Regions from separate parts of the Ovis aries genome. Here region 1 is linked to region 2. The links are chromatin contacts, called in public Hi-C maps. All regions are on one chromosome and are shown on one strand. The core of a region is the stretch at or near the end of the contact, and the rest is flanking DNA. Distances in the headings are between cores, read along the strand shown.

Evidence for each region. Hi-C and Micro-C count contacts between places; a contact is called where the count stands out from the background.
Region 1: a Hi-C map of liver shows a contact between it and region 2, with 2.6 times the contacts expected there. The contact joins the promoter of MTAP here to the enhancer-like site in region 2. A contact is called at or near these places in 2 of 16 Hi-C or Micro-C datasets (liver and mixed tissues).

The regions. Positions count from the first base shown.
Region 1 is chr2:90,626,497-90,632,163 of ARS-UI_Ramb_v3.0, forward strand. MTAP (methylthioadenosine phosphorylase) reads left to right here and starts at 4,218. Exons shown (of 7, transcript XM_060411004.1): 1 at 4,218-4,337. The coding sequence starts at 4,305.
Region 2 is chr2:90,481,018-90,487,013 of ARS-UI_Ramb_v3.0, forward strand. No RefSeq gene overlaps it. Among named protein-coding and RNA genes, the nearest start is that of TRNAS-GCU, 65 kb to the right of the region's middle. Within about 2 kb of position 3,009, at least 2 of the 54 cell types and tissues checked have an H3K27ac peak or open chromatin away from gene starts, as enhancers often do. A contact at or near this core is called in liver, where this site is marked.

The DNA of each region.
Region 1 (5,667 bases), core at 2,968-5,467, 150 kb after region 2:
ACATTAAAAACTGCCCCTGGACATTTAAAATGTATCAAGAATGATAGATGTGATGGACTTTTAGATGGCAGGTGGGGGTGGGAGAGAGAAGACTGAAGCCCCAAACAGACAAGGAAGCTTTTGAAAAAGGTAAATAAGCAGAAAAAGCGGGGTGAGCGTGAGTCAGCTTTTCTCAGTCTCGTCAGCTTTACAATGGGGATTATAACAGCATCCAAGGTGACTGTAGGGTTAAATCAAGAATTTGTAGTTTTCAAGAAATAGTTGCTGTTCTTATTGTAGTTCATAAAGATTCGCAGAAGACAAACATGACCCCAGTCTCAATTTACTTTTAAGATATTATTTCCAGACAGCACATGGATTTAGCCGGGAAATAAGGAAACATTATAAGTTATTTCCTATATTTTAATTTTTCTCCACTGCCCACAGGTGTGCCTCATGTTTTAAAAGCAGAATGAAGAGAAGAAACCACAGTTTGCTATCACAAAAATACCACATATTGCGGGGCTCAAACAGCAAGCATATTTCACAGTTCAGGAGGCTGGCAAGTCTAGTTACATAGATACTCTATGGCACATATTTTTATTTTCAAGCATTTTCATGTAATGTTATTTGTCTCTTGTTTAAAATGTATTTATTTTTAAAGTAGGACAGATTTGGCATCTAGTAAGGGTCTGCTTCCTAGTTCATAGGTGACTGTTCTCTCATAGGGCAGAAAAGGTAAGGAAGATCTCTGGGGTCTTTTTTATAAGAGAATGAATTCCATTCATGAGATACCCCCCTCCATGCCCTAATCACCTCCCAAAGGTCTCACCTCTTAATACCATCACATGGGGATGGGTTAAGATTTCAACATACAAATATTGGAAGGACACAAACATTCAACACATAACATTTGTCGTAGCTCAGATACTGACTTACTGAACAGAGCGTATTACATCGCAACTGTATGTTAAAATATAGTTGAGCACTTAAAACATCCTGGTCCTTTTTCTTCCAGAGTACAGAAATGCCCATGTCTCTTTCTCTTTTCTTTCCTTCTTCTTTTTTTTTTTTTTTTTTTTGAGAATTCGTGATGCCTGTGTTTCACAATAAGAAGGAGATACAGAGAACGATCTAGTTATATAGATACTCTATGGCACATATTTTTATTTTCAAGCATTTTCATGTAATGTCATTTGCATCTTGTTTAAACTGTATTTATTTTTAAAGTAGGTCCTTTTTAGTTATCTATTTAAAATACAGTAGAGTGCACATGTCAATCCCAAACTCCCACTCTCCCCTACCCTTCCCCCCTGGTAACCATAAGTTCACTCTCTAAGTCTGTTCCCTGTCTCTTTATGACAAGATTGCATACTCTTTGCTTCACCAGCGGAGGTGAATAGGCTTTAGGAATTCATCTTGATATTCCTTTTCTTATAATAGAAACAATAATAACTACCTCAGAGGATGTGAGGACTTTGTAATTCCAGGATGGAGAGCCATTCTGTTAACCAGAATGCATTCCTCCTGTGCAGCATTGCTCTAGGGAGAGTGATCAAGATTTTCCTTCAACAAATCCAAATAATACATAACAATTCACCTTTGGTGGGATCTCCAGAAATGAAGGGACAGACACAATTTGAAGTGAACATGGAAGAAAAGACAAGATGAGTTGAATGGAAGCTATTTCTAGGCATTTTAGGGCGAAATGAACTCATGGTAGAAATAAGTAATGGAAAAAACTAAAGAAGTAGAAATTGATTGGATGAAATAAGACAGTTAAATAGGGGAATCTCCAACTATCTCGAGCACACCAAGTTCAAAATAGCTGGTCAAAACTGACTCTTATTATCTCATTTCAAATCATGTGTTTCCTCCCTCAATCAAAGATACAAGTTACATGTTATTGCTGGACACTCCATTTTTATTAAATATGGGATTGCTGGGGCTTCCCTAGTGGCTTAGCAGTAAAAGAATCTGCCTGCAATGCAGGAGACTCGGGCTCAATCCCTGAGTAGGGAAAATCCCCTGGAGGAGGAAATGGCAACACTCTCCAGTAATCTTGCCTGGGAAATCCTATGGACAGAGAAGCCTGGTGGGCTACAGTCCATGTGGTTGCAAAGAATCAGATACTACTTAGCAACTAAACCACTGAAATATCGATATAGTACCTTAATCAGAACTTATAAGGTGGCCTGAGTACTTTTTTAGAATTGTCTTCAGAAAGACAAGGTACAGATAAACAGAGGGAATTTACAAGGCAAGAACAGCAGGGCAAGATAAGGTTATAGACACCTTATCTTGTTCCAGATTCTCTATGCCAATCATAAAGGGAGAGACCACTGACTATCAGAAATTTTGGCCTATTTTGATTCTGGGCCTTGTTAAGAAAAAAAAATTATCCAAACTTGGAAATAAGCCAAAAAGATTATTGCCTGCTTATCAAAGCACTGTCTGATAAGTCAGCCCAAAGGTCATCTGCTTCCGGGAGGAGAGAAGTTCATTCAATTAGATATTATCTATCTTTTGCCCCTATGAGTAGTGGGCTATCAGCAACAGGACAAGCTCTCCACAGCTGACCCAGCTTTCCATCTGTTTTTGTATAGCTTCAAACTAAGGATAATTTTTACAATCTTAAGTGACTGGGTAAATATCTAAAGAATATTTTGTCACAGGTGAAAACTATATGAAATTCAAATTTAAGTGTCCATAAGGTTGCACTGGAATACAGCCAGGCTCATTCAGTTAGATATTGTCTGTGTTTTTTAACTTCACACACTCCTTAATTTTTGCTTCTTTGTAGGCAAGGTTTGCAGACCTCTTACCTAAGGGCTGTGACTGTGTTTTATTGTTTCTTATTGATAAGGGTTCAAACTCTGGTGGTAGTTATCTTACATCAAAGCACCTAAGTTTGTCAAGATTCCCTAACTGTGAAGCACCATGTAACCCAAGGTCTCTGTGTCCCTGCAGTGGTTCCCCTCTGAGCAGACAAGCTCCTAGGAAACCACATTCAGGAGCAACTTGCAGCCCCCTGCCCTTTCAAAGGAGCACTCCAGTCTTCCACTTTGCCATTTCATTTTATAATTTAAAAGAAACAGAAGAAAACTTTACATTGCAAGAAAAGTTACATCTTGAGCAAATAATGAGTGAAAATTTTTACTGTTTTAAGTAAACAGGATATGGGAAGCACCCAGTGATGTCTGAATGAAGTTATACTTGTGTGGGGTTTCAGTTTTACTGCTGTAGGGAAAAAAGGAAGTTCACCCCTCCACAGCCATTCTCCCACCCCCAGAGTAAAATCTTCGCAACATTTCTGCCTATCAGAATATCACTGTCACCCAGCATTTTGTTGAAGAGAATTCAACTCATCCAAAGAGTTTAAATTGGATTATCCCAATGAAGGGCTGGTGCAACGTGAAAGGGCGGGTGGAGGTGGGGGGTACCCAACTAGTGGTTGAGTGATGACAGAAATCCGGATTCTGAATCTAGTTGAATTGGACTTTGATCGGGTTGGTTTGGGTTGAAGTCGGCCTTGGCATTGTGGACCCAGGCTGGAAGTTAGGGTATGGTTTATCCCGTGGAAAACCTGCCCCATAGCCAGAGTTTGTAGGTCAGAAAGTTTATCATTATCCAGCAGCACGTTACCCTGTTTCTTTCTGTCATCCCAGAGTCTTGGGCCAGCCAACCCCACTCTGTTCTGTCTCCAACGACTTAACAGAAAGGAGCAAACCCCCGGTTGAGTACCGGGGATGAGACGAGTCAACGGCACCCCGCCCCACATTCGCAGCTGGAGGCAGCCTCAGCGAAGAGCCTGTCCCCTCGTCGCCACGATTCTCCCTCCCCCGCCCCCGAGAACTTCTGGAACAAGATGGGCCCGACTCTACAGATGAGGCCGAGCTTGCCGCGGATACGAGACGGCGCCAGAAGCGCTGCTCTTCCTTGTCGTGTTCTTGCGAAAGTTAACAGAGCCGATGAGAGTGCAAAGCACAAAGTCTGGAACAGCATAAGCTGTCAATCAACGGTCCCTATTATTATCACTATCATGAACCCGTTAGCTACAACTGGGGGGGAGGCGAGGCAGGGAAATCAACCGAGAACCGAAAAGGTCTGCAGAAGAGGCGGGAGGCGGGCGTCTGGAATTGAGAGGGGAGGCGGGGGAGAGCCCACGCCAGCAGCCAATCCAGCTGTCCCCGGGAGGAAGAGGCGGAGCCACCGCCGACCCCAGGACCTCCCTGCTCAGTCCCGCGCCGCGCGCCTGCACCCGCGCAGCTGCTCTGTTCCCCGCCTCCATCCCGAGCGTGGCCGCCGCTCCTTCCTCGCCAGACATGTCCTCAGGTGCCACTCCGGCTGCCGTGAAGGTGAGATTAGACGTCCTGGCTGCTGCGATCCTGCCTGACCTGTACGCTGTCTCTCTCTTCCGGGCGGACAGCGCCTCTGGGCCGTGCGCCTAGCGGGGGCGCCCCCGCCGCGGCGGGGAGGGTCTGCGGCTTAGCCCGGGGCGGCGAGCGAGGGACAGGAAACCACTGCAGAGTTTGCCATTGCCTTGCCTTAGGTCTCAGCTGCTCACGCAGGGCGAAGGCACGCCCTTCGGAGAGGGGCCGCGAATCGGTACTGCAAGTACCTTTCCGAGCAGATGGGTCAGGCTGGGGCTGGGTGTGCCGCGGGGTGGGCACCTACAACCCCTGAAGGTCTCCTCGAGCCCTGAGCCCTGCCCGACTTAAACGCTTCCGCTCCGACTTGGCCCTCCGCCCGCGGCCCACGTGGGAAAACTGCATGCTTGCTCTTTTGCAAGCTTCCGGCTTTTTGTTTGTGTTCTAAACGTAGGCCTTCTCTGCTTTGGGAACTCTTGAGAGTTTTTACAACACCGAAATGGAGTATAGGAGTACTGGGCCGCTCCCTGTTTGGAGGCCTCTGGCTTTAACCTGCTTTGCTGTTGTTTAGTCGCTAAGTCGTGTGGGACTCTTTGGGACCGCATGGACCACCATAGCCCACCAGGCTCCTCTATCCTTGGGATTTCCCAGGCAAGAATACTGGAGTGGGTTGCCATTTCCTTCTCCATAGGATCTTCCCGACCCAGGGATTGAACCCCGACTCCCCCTTGGCAGCGAATTCTTACACCATTGAGCCACCAGGGCAGCCCAAACTGCTTTGTGGGCAACCTTGGAAGGTGGAGATCAGTTTCCTTGCCCTCGGTCTTCAGGGGTCTCCGTATAAGGGATCATTGTACTGTGGAAGCTTTGACCAGTAGTTCCAAGGTTTGCAACGAGTTTCCCAGGGGCTTTTAAACAGTTTTTCCTGTTGGTCCTGGCTTGGGGGGGGGGGGGGGGGGCGGGGAATGTAGAATTACAGTCCACAGAAGTAAATTAATGATCAAAGTTAACATCGCTTTCAGGCCTAACCAGCTAAGAGGTCAGTTAACTTGTCTGGCTTTAGACATTCTTGGCTGATGAGATAGGAAGGTCCATGATTCCACGTTTTGTGGAATCAGTTTTCAGTTCCCCTGGAGAAAGCAAATCTGTGGTCAGTGTGTACTCAGCCAGAGTGATTACCTTAGTAGGCCCTTGCAGCTATCAGAGACACTAGATGAAAAGGGGGGGGGGGGGGGGGCAGAGTTGCAGTCACACTTAAGATACTAAATTCCTTTTTCCATTTCGAAAAGAATCTTGCACTAAACAAGTATTTGTAGAC
Region 2 (5,996 bases), core at 1,759-4,258:
TGTTTCTGAAAGATAGTAGTATATGCCTTTTCCACAGTCAGTGTAAAATTTGATGTTATCAGGGTGAAACTGTGGCTGTTCGGACAGCCCTGCTATTTATGGATTCCTTACCAGCTCAGAATCTGAAGTGTGACTATGAAGGGGTTCTATGCTCTTCATATTTGGGTTACCTTGAAGCACAATGCATAGTGGTCTGGGGCTATGGGCATGGAGGATTTATGCTCCTATACATCTAATATAGATAATAAAATAATTTTAAAACTATATATATATAAATTTAAAATATTAATACTTTGTTTCTGTTCTCCCGTTTCTAAGATTTTGTCTTTTTTCCCCCTGAGAGCTAATCTCTAGGAGATTTGAAATACTAAAGCCCAACATAGTGATCATAAAGTGGGAAAGCTGATAGAAGCCAGAAAAGGAAGTCCATTCTGTTTTATCCCTTGAGGTACTTTGGAAACTTTATGTAAGTAAAAGTAATAGGATAAAGTAAGAAAGTTTGGAAAATACTTGAATGAGTAAAAATTTAAGGTATTTTAAAAATTGGTACAGCAATACTTTTGCATGAAAAACAATATAACCTCTGTGATAGCAAGAGTTAAGTCTAAATTAATGTTTCCCAAAGTACAGTCTGCAGAACAATAATTATGCAGGGTACAAAATAAAGTTACATGAAAAAATTTAGGTGAGTAGCTTGGGGAAAATGAGTTAAATGGGATTTTTCAAAGTCTTCAATACTTTACTACAGAGTGTGATCATCCAAAAATGAAGTTCTAATCTGCCACGTTTTCCAAACATATTTGAGCATGTGATTTTTTTTTAATGAAGCATTTTGCAGGAGTGAAGTTGATCTGTATCCATCTGTGGTATCTCCAGGACCACAATAAAGACTTCTCTGCGGTGTTGGAGTGGATTCCTGAAAATGGGAGAGAAGAACCAGAGGCTAAAGGCTGGAATGCACAGTGCAAATATTCCTGCAGATAATGAGCATCAGAATAGCCCACAACACAGCCTTGACACACGTGTATATCAGTAACTCAGGGCTGCTGTTCCACCATCCCTGAAGATTCACTGGTTCCACTCAGTTACAAAAAAAGTTATCTACACTTTATTTTTGGAACTTGACTTAATTTTTCATTAAAAGGCCTACTTTTATTTAAATACACAACACCCTCCTCCCCACAAACAGGCTACATAACGCCTTCCCAACGCCTTCCCAACCGTAGTCATGTTTCCAATCAGTATCCAACAATTGAGCTCTTTTTGTTACTGTAGCTGATGTCATGAAATTTTCAGCCAACTTTCCTATGATGAGCTGGCTCTCAACCATATTAACTAGAAGCTGCATAAGAGGATCAAAATGAGGTGCCTCTTTCTGACTTTGGCTTTCTCTTCCAGCATTAAAATGATAACCATCATTTATTGAGCTTTGTACTATTAAGTACCTCTGTACTGCCTCTTCTCTTTAAAGCAAGCTGTGGAAGTAGCCATTATTATCTTCATTTTACAAGTGAAGAAGCTGAATCTTGGAGGGTTTAAGCAACTTGCCAGATAACCAGTTGTCTCCCAATAAGCTGGTACTTCAATAGAAGTTGAAAAAAGCATATTGATGACTCAAAAGGTCAATAACAAGAAACAAATTAGTTTGTAAACATCTAAGAAGTCAAAAGTGGCAGCTACTTCTCTTTCTTTCTCTTTAATTTAGTAAAAACCTAAATCCTCTGTTCTTTTAAATGACCAGTTACAGCAAACTACCAAACTGATCAAATCCAGTGTGTGTGTGTGTGTGTGTGTGTGTGTGTGTGTGTGTGTGTATTAGGATGGATAAATGACCAAATATCTGAATGATTTTTGTAATCAAAACCTTGTACTTATAAGCTGGAAAGCCAACCATGGGAGAAAAGTCCAAATGTAAAATTAATGCAATAATGGTGTTTATGTTTTTATTACCCCATAATTATATCATTCCTGTGATTGTTTTTCTTTTCATGCTGGCCTATAAAATGTTGCTGCCTCAACCTGTTTTAAACATCTACATCTGTAGGATTAGGACCAGTGATGTTTTGCCAGTTTCCATGAAAGAGAAGCCAGATGTACTGAACCCACTTTCTTTGATAGTTACAGTCCTTCATTAATATGACACCTGGCACTCTCAACTTATTCTTTTTAGTGGAATTGTCATGGTCTTTACATAACAATATGTTCTCTGTCATGAGAAATATGTCATAAAATTGATTATTCTACTGGTCTTTATACTTTGCTTTCATAACTTACATTAGTTATCCTCTTACTGTAAATAGTGATTTATTGTAAAGTTAAGATTGCTAATTTTTGAAAGTGAAAGTGTTAGTCACTCAATTGTGTTCAATTCTTTGCAACCCCATGGACTATAGCCCACCAGGTTCTTCTGTCCATGGGATTCTCCAGGCAAGAATAATGGAGTGGGTAGTCATTCCCTTCTCTAGGGACTCTTCCTGACCCAGAGATTGAACCCAGGTCTCCTGTATTGCAGGCAGATTCTTTACTGTCTGAGCCACCAGGGAAGCCCTTGCTTATTTTTAGGTTTACTTATTCAGGTAAAATTTTCCATATGATCTTTTTCATTGCTATCAAATCATTTATTCCAAAGACACTTTTTATCTGTCCTTATTTATTTTGCACTATTTCAAATGCTGCTGAAATTCATATTAAAGTATAGAGATATAATTAACTCTAGGTTTACCAATTCGTGAGTGATTATTTTTTTTTCATCCTCACAAAAGGATTATCAAGTTCCTGTAAATGCCAAGTTTTCAATATGACCGCATTTCTAGAAGTCCACTTGCTAGCAAGTTTTTAGGACTCAATCTCTTACATTAAGTGAAATATGTATGCCTGCATAAGTAAAAAGTGTCCTACCTAATATATTGGTAACTTTAAAAATGCATTCCAATATACATCAGGTAAAACTCTGTTTGATTCCACTTATATGAGATACCTAGAATAGTAAAATTCATAGAGTCAGAAAGTACACTGGCAGATGCCAGAAGCTGAGGGGTGGGAAGGTGAGGGAGAGAGGATGGGGAGTTAATGTTTAATGGGGACAGAGTTTTAGTTTAAAAAAATTTGGGAGATGGATGATGGTGAGATTTGTACAACAGTGTGAATGTCCTTAGTGCCACTGAACTGTCCAGCTAAGATAAAAAATAGTATATTTTATGTGACTTTTATCACAATTTTTAAAAGTATCCTACCTAAAAAGTTTAGGTTTGTATCTAGAAACAAAAAATTCCTACTAAAAACTGTACTAGTTTGAACCATCCATATCTGTTATCAATTAAAAAACACTTTTAGAATAAATAAGTATTTAACAGTATATCTGTATTTCTTTCTGGCATGACCCCAATACTACTGATTATTTTAAATTTAAATTATCTATTGAAATACTTTTAGCCTTTGCCTCAGAATTATTTTCACTATTTTAAAAATACAAAATACTAAAATTGTTAGTAGATAGAGCCTGTTAAAGTTGGCCTCTGGGTTTGTCTATTCTGCTTGGAAATGTTCCAGACCACTCTGACTTTGACCTTGTAATCCAGTATTTGCCAGTCAAAGCAGCACTGTGTAAACCATCCTGTGGCTCTTCCTTGACCTACATCTCAGCAGCTTGACTACTCTCCCGTCAGCCCTCCCCTCCCCGCAGCAGTGAAGGGCAATGAGTACAGTTCCGTGACTTCTCCTTTGATTTTATAATCAAATGATGCTGGGGGAACAGGGGCCCTGGACCAAATGTAGAGAGGAGCATAATCTAGATCTATGCTGCTCATTTCCGGTCTACCTCAGTGTATAGTCCACGGACAACTTATAGCTGAATACACATCGGATGATTGTTCAAAACGTAGATCCCTGGGTCCCACTCCAGATGTACTGGACTCAGGGAAACCCTCTGGAGTCTGCAAATTTAACAGGCTCCCCAGCTGTTTCGCATGCACACTGAAGTTCAAGCACCACCATTCTAGATGGTCAGACTCACTTTACTGCATGTGCTGCAAAACACACACACACACACACACACACACACACACACACATATAGGAGACATCTATGAAGATGGCAAAATGAGGAGAACTTTCAGTCTCTTCTAAAGAAATTTCCCTGAAATAGTTATGAAACTGTTAAAAACCAAAAATGTCCTAGGCAAGAACAATAAATGCCAAATTTAAGTACCTACTAAGATATGACATTTCATAAGTATTTAAACCTCAAAAAACATTTTTAGCTCTAAAATGGAATTATGATTTCCACATCATAAAGTGTGGGTTAATTGCTCAGTCGTGTCTGACTCTGCCACCCTGTGGACTGTACAGTTTGCCAGGCTCCTCTGCCAATGGAATTCTCCAGGCAAGAATACTGGAGTGGGTAGCCATTCCCTTCTCCAGCGAATCTTCCTGACCCAGTGACTGAACCCAGGTCTCCCGCATTGCAGGCAGATTCTTTACCATCTAAGTTACCAGGGAAGACCATTTCATAAAGGGATTGTGAGGATTAAACAGTAAGGCAAATAGAGAAGTTATCATAGCACTGGGTATATAGGCAACACTTAACAATTGCCCACACTTGTTCACTCTCCCCACTAAGATTTTGTCAACTTCTGCCCATCCCAAGCTAGGTGTACAAGCTGAACATTTGCTGACACTACACTACTGAGGTCTGAGCCACCTCCTTAAGAGTCAATAGGGTTTGATATTATTCTGAGATCCTAAACCCCAAATTTTTAGTGCATTAGTTTCAGAGAACTTACACTTCTGAACTGATTGCTGGTGTTTACACAAATCTACCCTGCCTTCCACCTATTTTTTATATCCACCCAGAACCCTCCCAGGAACTATGATTCAGGTACTTTTCAGATACCAACTATTGCTAAGGTCTAGAAGCCCCTGCTGAGACCTCTTGATCCCTTACACGTCAACAACACTAGTCCAAGACTCACACTCACTGCCCCGCTGAGGCTCCATGCTGCTGACTCCAGTCTTTGAGGAATTCTCCTGTGGGTCCCAGTTCCCAGTCATTTCCTTGCTGGCCACAAGTACTCTCCCTCTCCTCCCAGAATGTGTCATATCTTGGAACGTTGTTATTCAGTTGCTGAGTCACTTCCAATTCTTTGCGACCCCATGGCCTGCAGCATGCCAGGTCTCCCTGTCCTTCACCATCTTCCAGAGTTTGCTCACACCATGTCCACTGAGCCAACAATGCTATCCAACCATCTCATCCTCTGTCACTCCCTTCTTCTCTTGCCCTCAATCTTTCCTGGCTTCAGGGGCTTTTCCAGTGAGTCAGTTCTTCACATGAGGTGGCCAAAGTTATTAGAGCTTCAGCTTCAGCATCAGTGCTTTCAATGAATATTCAGGACTGATTTCCTTTAGGATTGACTGGTTTGGTTTCCTTGCTGTCCAAGGGACTCTCCAGAGTCTTCTGCTGAAGAAGACCACAATTTGAAAGCATCAGTTCTTCAGGGCTCAGCCTTCTTTATGGTCCAGCTTTCACATTTGTGCATAACTACTGGAAAAACCAGACTTTTGTCAGCAAAGTGATGTTTCTGCTTCTTAAAATGCTGTCTAGATTTATCATAACTTTTCTTCCAAGGAGCAAGCGTCTTCATTTCATGGCTATAGTCACCGTCTACAGTGATTTTGGATCCCAAGAAAATAAAATCTGTCACTGATTCTACTTTTCCCCCCAATCTATTTGCCATGATGTGATGGGACTGGTTGCCATGATCTTAGTTTTTTGAATGTTCAGTTTTAAACCAGTTTTTTCACTCTCATCTTTCACCCTCATCAAGAAACTCTTTAGTTCCTCTTCGCTTTCTGCTATTAGGGTGGTATCATCTGCATATCTGAGGTTATCTATATTTCTCCTGGGAATCTTTATTCCAGCTTGGGATTCATACAGCCTGACATTTCACATTATGTACTCTGCATTTAAGTTAAATAAGCAGGGTGACGATATACAGCGTT